Linked DNA regions of Danio rerio: region 1 is linked to region 2. A link is a contact called in public Hi-C data. All regions are on one chromosome and are shown on one strand. Each heading gives the region's core, a stretch centred on a gene start, on an enhancer-like site or on the middle of the called end of the contact. The rest is flanking DNA. Distances are from core to core; before and after follow the strand shown.

Region 1 (3,928 bases), core at 694-3,193, 280 kb before region 2:
CAAGTCATGCTAATTTGTATGTATGCAATCATACTTATTATCATACAAACAACTATTCACTAAATGCTGTTGTTTATCTGCAGTAATTCTCTTTTAGGTATGTTTACTATTGGAAGAATCACACAAAACAAAGTAAAATGTGTAATTTGGGAGACTAAAAGAGAGGGAGTTGCAGCTGCAGTTTTAGAGAATATAGAGTATGCAATGTGTTTGGCTTTCACTGCAGTACTGAACAGTTGTCTTATAGAGCAGTTAGTGGCCTGACAGCTGCGAGATGCCCTATGATGACCTCAGACAGTATCAACAAAAACAAAAATCTTAAGGTCTAAACCAGCAAACAGGAACATTTCATGCAATTTATGATTGTTGATATTGTTTTTATTTTCAGTGGTTGGTGGCTATTGATTTAATTAGCAGCCATGATGTTTTTACTGCAAGGAATTATTTTTGGTTCCCCATCTTTAGTTTTTTAGTACTTTCAAATGTAGCTATGATATTTTCTAATGATAAGCACGAAAACATTATTTCATTGCATATTTAGCCTTTACAAAACTCTCGCCAATAAATTATCCTTCACAAAACAAAAACATCATTAGTTGTATTAAATTATTACAGTAATGTTTTAATATATTAATGTTAATTATATTAATTATATTATGGTCATTTCCATCATTGGTTTTTAACAAAATTTACTAATATTCATAAGATTGTAGTTAGTTTTTTTATTCTTTTCCTTATTTTTTTCAAGAAAACATTTGCATTTAATGATGAACACGTCCATCCCTTTACAACCACAGAGTACCCATCTTCTGTTGGCCACTTCCAGCAAGATAACGCGCCCTGTCATAAAGCACAAATCATCTTAGACTGGTTTCTTGAACACGACAACGAGTTCATTGACCTCAAATGGCCTCCACAGTCACCAGAACTCAGTCCAATAGGCTCCCATTTTGGCTAAGCTGGTCACGTTGGTCTTATCTGGTTTTATCTACCAGCCTGACCAGCTAAGACTAGGCTGGAAATGGCTGAAACCAGCCAACCAGCCTGGGCTGGTTTGAGCTGTTTTTTTTTTCTGCAGGGTTTGAAATAAATTGGGTAAATCGTGATAGCATTTTAATTTTGGAGTGAACTAACCCTATAGAGTCAAAACTATTTCCTCATAAAGCAGAATTTCCAGCCTATTGTGTGAGAAAGTGTCTCTAAAAGCCACAAAAACACCATAAAATGATTGCCTGTATTATTGTGCAAATTAACTTAAAACTCCTAATTTATACACTAGATGGCAGCATTTAATCATCTCTGATTGTGAAAGCATTCACTCTAATAGCATATCTTTATACCACTGCTGTAAAAGAACTTCCATATACTAATCCTAAAGGCTTATTTAATAACAATTTCACCATCTGTTTCACCTGTTTGATTGTGTAAATTTACATTTTTAACAGTCCCTTTTGAACCCAAATGAAGGTCTTGTTTCTGTGTCTTTAAAAGGGATGTTGGACTATATTGGGAAGTATGCGGACATGAATGGAATGTTCTAGAGGAGTGAGAGGAACACAGCGGCTGTTATAGTCTCTACCCAGCCTCCCACAAATGTTATCATCTTAAACTTGTGTGAAAACTAATATCGCATTCTTTAGCTATTTGTCCAAGTATTAAAAGTTACATAAGTTCATGAGTTACTGTCTGAGGTTTCATTGACTCTTTTGGGTTAAAAAGGGTTTGGATCAATTCATCATTGTGTTAACTTTGCCACAAATTTTGCAACATTAAATAGATTAGTGAAGCAACAAATAGTCATGGTATATAATATATCTTTCCTGCTGTAATGTGGAGGAAGGTTATTATGAGATGCAGTGTGGTTCATCTAGGGTTGGTGGTGATTGATTTAATTGTTCATGTGTGCCTACAGGCAGTGTGTCCAACCAGGAGGTCTGACACATTTCATCAAACACTTACGTAACCCTGACCACATGGCTCGTGCTATCGGACTGAGCAATGACACGCTATGCTCTTTACAACAGCAGATTGTAAGATGACCCCAATCCTACTAGCCCCTTTCCTATTGTTTGAGAAATGCTATATAGCCTACATAATAAAAGTGAAATATTTGGAATAAGTAATATTATGAGTTATACATCATTTATTAACTAGTGTGCTAAAACGCTAATAACATTTTATGGTATAAGCTTATTGTATAGAAACTGGTCTAAAAATAGTCAATGTCTGTTTTTGAAATAGCATATATAGTACCGATATGCTAGCCGAGAAGTATGTCTGAATTCGTAGGCTGCGTCCGAAATCGCATACTTCCTTACTATATAGTACGCTAAAAACAGTATTCAAGCTGAGTGGTATGTCCAAATTCTTAGATTTCAAAAATTAGTATGCGAGAAATACCTGGATGACCTACTACTTCAGGTGAAATTCTGAAGTGTGGATCCTCTGCGTTGAGTTTCTTTGGGAGTATTTTTTCTGAACGCTAGATAAAACTCGCTCATTCAGAGGCAGGAATTAGCGGACGTGCAACAACTTTAATCATAAGGTAAACGCAAAACAAAAGTTTCCATCTGAAGCTCTTTCATGGGACTCGCCACTTGTAAACGCTCGTTTTCATCCGGCTTGCGGCTCTTAGCACAGCCCACACTCGTTAGCGCTACCAATCACAAAGTTTGCGATATGTGTCGTTGAGACGTGTAGTTACATTTTTTGAGAGGTGCACGTTGGCGATGCCCATGGCCACAGCGAGGGGTATGAATCTGCGTGAAGGCTGCGCTGGACAATATGTGTGTGCTTGACATGTACTTTAATGAAACTAACTTTTTACTTAAAAAAAAAAAAAAATCTCTTTCTTTAAACTTTTTTTCACCTAAAGTTGTATTGATGGAGGTTTTTATGCTTACTAAGTCTGCATTTATTTGATTTAATTGAGCAAAAACAAAATTGTGATGTACTGTATTATGATGCAAGTGGCGTTGCGAGGGGGTGGGGGGGTGGGGATGGGGGGGGGGGGGGGGGGGGGGGGGGCTTTGGGGGCTTAAGCCCCTGATGTGTTGTCAAAAGCCCCTGATCTTTTGCAATATGTTGCACTTAAATAAAAATATAAGTATATGTAATATATAAGTATATAATGGTGTATAACATTTAATTTGTTTTCTAAGTACTGCAAATTACCGCGTACATCACGCACATTCCACCTAACAGTGTTTGTGTCGGGTCAGCTGTTCAGCAGTACCTGTGTCTACCGGCAGGTGGGAGTGGCACTGTTGTCCTATGATGTTTAAAGAAATTCCGCCACTGCACTTCATTTATTCATTATTTTGAAGAGCTGAAGTTGATGATGTAATAATACAACTCTTTCGCGAAACTGAATAGTTATAACTACTAATAAAGCTTAACATTTGTTTTCACAGTATAAAATGTGTGTAGTTTTGGTGAAATAAAATAACTGTAATCAATAAAATGTGCATCATATCAATACATGCAAATTAGTCAGAAAAACGTAAATTGTTCTAGCTTTCTAGATATGATATAGATATCTAAGCTTATTTATCTAGATATGATATAGCCAGTCACATCTGTTTCTGTAATAGTTAAATCACAGTGAGTTCATGCATCTATAGCTACATTCTACTGTAACATGCTATGTCAGTTAGCAGGGGATTATAAATCGACTTTCTTATGAAAATACCTGAGATGGCTGCAAGAAGACATACAGTTGAAGTCTGATTAGCCCCAGTTGAATTATTAGCCCCCCTGTTTATTTTTTCCCCTAATTTCTGTTTAACAGGGAGAAGATTTGTTCAACACATTTCTAAACATAATAGTTTCAATAGCTCATCTCTAATTACTGATTTATTTTTATCTTTGCCTTAACGACAGTAAATAATATATGCCTAGACATTTTTCAAGACACTTCTATACAGCT
Region 2 (3,938 bases), core at 664-3,163:
GGTTCTATCTGACTTTTTTGTCAAAATTGGGTTATTGACATTCTTATAAAATGACATCTTATTTACATTTTGGGATGTGTTTTATAAGTTGTTTACATTTTAAGAATTTTTATTAAAAAAAGTCATGTTACACACATACTGTTTGCTATAAGGAATGCAAAAACTTTGACGCTCAATATCTCAAAATCATTCAGAACGCAGATTAAACCTTATAATTTCAATGTGACAATTTATTTTTTTAGATTTCATTTTTCTTTTTTTATTGTGATCTTTTTTATTTCAGTTAACAAAAATAATCTTTTGGCTTACTTTAACAGCCTTGGTTCAAGTAGAGTAAACAGCTTAAAGTGACATTTAAAGGCTTAACTAGATAATTAGGTTAACTAGGCGGGTTAGGGTAATTAGGCAAGTTATTGTATAATGATGGTTAATGATGGTATAATGATGGTTTGTTCTGTAGACTATCGAAAAGCAAACTATCTTAAAGGGGCTCATAATTTTGTCCTTAAATGGTGTTTAAAAAAATTAAAAACTACTTTTATTCTTGCTGAAATAAAACAAATAAGATTTTCTCTAAAAGAAAAAAATATTATCAGACACATCGTAAAAATTTCCTTGCTCTGTTAAACACCATTTGGGAAATATTTAAAAAAGAAAAAAAAAAATTATAGGGGGCTAATAAACAATTAAAAAAACACATCCAAACAACTGTAAATCAATACATCAGGCCAAATGTATTAAAACTGTGACGATGTGCTCAAAGGCTATATAAGGTGTCATAAACATTCTGACAACCTTAAATGACAGTTTACCTTTGGACTTCAACATCATAAACTGACGCAGAAAGCAGAAGTCCATAACTGAATCCAGCTTTATTTCTGCAGGGGTTTATTAAAAGTCAAATGAATAAATGAATTTAAAGGTCATCTAACAACATAATGAATTAGCCATAAACGAGAAACCAGAAATTAAATGCAAAGCTTTTAATTTTATAGCGTGGCAGTTTTCCTCCCCCATCTACAGGCAATAAAACAGGCTGAACAATAAACACAGCAATCATTTCTGGATGACCACACACTTCAGCCATCTAATTCTGAGAGGGAAAAAAACTATGGAGTCTTCATTCATCACAACAGATGGTACGACTCTACAATTACACCCAGTTCACATGGGACGTCTCTGTATAGTGTTACAAAAACACAAGTATTACAAATAAAATGCTAATTATACATTTATTAATAACTATACCCTCACATTTAGGAGACATAAAACATAATAATGATATCTGTCGTGCGGATATGTCCTTATTTTTAGCACAACGGCTAGTAAACATTTCACCTTTTCAGCCAATCAGAAGGCTCATGCTATATGGCGTCATAGTTCACCTTACCTTTCTACCTGTACATTTACCTACCTACGCTATTATCTGCACGTTGCTTAAATAAAGCAAAATAATGGGACTAAACATGTAATAACGTCGAAATTGTAAGTAGGAACAGTCATTGGTAAAACGATATAAAGCACGACACTAAAGCTGACATAATCTACTGTATGATGCTATGGACACCTATTGAGTACAAAACAAACTTTATAGATCGAATAACGACAGTTTATATGAAAATAAAGCTGTACTTATTATGAAACAACAAACATTTTGTTGTCGGAAGCAGCAATTTTGAATACATTAATCGAAGCCACCGTTAAAACGCGAACTTTTCATTCATTCCTGAGCAGAGACTACGAAGCTAGGGCAATGATAACATGATGCTAATTTACCATACATATTGAAGTGACAACATATTTAAACGCTGACCTTATGCCGAAATTCCCTGGCCACTTTTCTTTCCATGGTGAACAGGCGGTGTTTTCAGTCCGTTGGTCGTCTTGCTATGTGTCTGCCCGTCCTGTCAGTCAGTTGTGGCGGATGGTGCAACTGGAGGATCAGCGCCGGTCAGAGGTCGCTGACTCATGCAGTCATTTTACTGCCTTTTACTAAGTTGTTACCAGAAGACTTCAAAACATTTACCGTCAAAATGGTAAAAAAAAAAAAAAATATATATATATATATATATATATATATATATATATATATATATATATATATATATATATATATATATATATATATATATAATTTCCAGTCCACTGAAAAAAAGAGATATTTTACCATTTTTTTTTTGATGGGAAGTACTTGCAAACTAAATAAATAAAAAAAAAAGATAAGTTGAACATTTAATTTGTTCATTTAAGTTTAGCCCTTATAAATTATTTGCAACTACTTAGGCTACCTTAAAAAATTGTAAAGCCAATGAATCCTTTTTTTCTGTCTACTTTATTATGATTCCAAACAATAAAAAAGATATATTTCCCTGGCCAAAATATATTTAAATTTTAAATGTGTTGTGTCTGTGAAGTTTATTAAATCTGTGAAGTTTATAGTTATAAATTTACTATTTATATTTTTATGGTGAAGAAAATAAATTTCCAACCTTACAGTAGAAAGTGTATGGAAATCAAAGTATGTGTTATTTAAAATGTATGTAATTAACCACAAAAACAACAACAACTGCAACAACAAAAACAACAACAACAATAATAATAATAACACACACAAATATATACAGTAAAATTCAGAATTATCAGCCCCCTTTACTTTTTTATTCTTTTTAAATATTTCCCAAATGATGTTTAACAGAGCAAGGAAATTTTCACAGTATGTCCGATAATATTTTTTCTTCTGGAGAAAGTCTTATTTGTTTTATTTCAGCTAGAATAAACGCAGTTTTTAATTTTTTAAAAACCATTCTAAGGACAAAATTATTAGTCCCGTTAAGCTATATATTTTTTTTTTCTCGATAGTCTACAGAACAAACCATCGTTATACAATAACTTGCCTTTACCCTAACCTGCCTAGTTAACCTAATTAACCTAGTTAAGCCATTTAAAGTCACTTTAAGCTGTATAGAAGTGTCTTGAAAAATATCTAGTCTAATATTATTTACTGTCATCATGGCAAAGATAAAGTAATTCAGTTATTAGAAATGAATTATTAAAACTATTATGATTAGAAATGTGCTAAAAAAATCTCTCCATTAAACAGAAATTAGGGATATATATATATATATATATAAATAAATATATAAATATATATATATATATAAATAAATATATATATATATATATATATATATATATATATATATATATATATATATATATATATATATATATATATATATATATATATATATATATATATATACATACATACACACACACACACACACACACACACACACACACACACATAGTTTTTTCATTCGGCTTTGTCCTTAAGTTACTTTTCTTCTGGGTAATTATTGTGTTTCTTGAGGTGATTCTATTTTGTCACTGGTTTTACTGTGTTTTTATGGCACATTAATCAAATGTTTCAAGATCACTGAATTACACATAATGTAATAAATAAATCCAATAAATTAAATATTTATATCTACTACAAATTATATGTAGTAGTTTGTCATTTAATTTAACAATTTACACACAATTAGAAAGCAGTTTATTTTTTTTTTACATTTAATAAATGCTATGAGGTGACATGGTGGCTCTGTAGTTAGCACTGTCGTCTCACCGGAAGAAGTTCGCTGGTTTGAGTCATGACTGATTCAGTTGGCATTTCTGTGTGGAGTTTGTATGTTCTCCCCATGTTGCCGTGGGTTTTTTAAGGTATTTCGTTTTCCCCATCATTCCTAAGACGTGGTAAAAGTGTATCTTTGTGAATGAGTGTGTATGGATGTTTCCAAGTGGTTGGTTGCAGCTTGAAGGGCATCTGCTGTGTAAAATATATGCTGAAATTAGTTGGCGGTTTATAACGCTGTGGCGACCCCAGATTGGTGAAGGGACTGAGCCTAGAAAAATAATTAATAAATTAAATATATCAA

Evidence for each region. A called contact is a pair of places that touch in the nucleus more often than the background predicts.
Region 1: a Hi-C map of an unstated tissue shows a contact between it and region 2, with 6 times the contacts expected there. The contact joins the enhancer-like site here to the promoter of ush1c in region 2. A contact is called at or near these places in 2 of 18 Hi-C or Micro-C datasets (caudal fin and an unstated tissue) and 1 of 4 datasets of contacts at active chromatin or transcription factors (embryo).

What each region holds. Positions count from the first base shown.
Region 1 is chr25:24,130,021-24,133,948 of GRCz12tu, reverse strand. All of the region lies in intron 1 of mob2a (MOB kinase activator 2a), which reads left to right. Among named protein-coding and RNA genes, the nearest start is that of mob2a, 23 kb to the left of the region's middle. Within about 2 kb of position 1,943, at least 22 of the 62 cell types and tissues checked have an H3K27ac peak or open chromatin away from gene starts, as enhancers often do.
Region 2 is chr25:23,848,427-23,852,364 of GRCz12tu, reverse strand. ush1c (Usher syndrome 1C) reads right to left here and starts at 1,913. Exons shown (of 21, transcript NM_001039929.1): 1 at 1,814-1,913. The coding sequence starts at 1,849.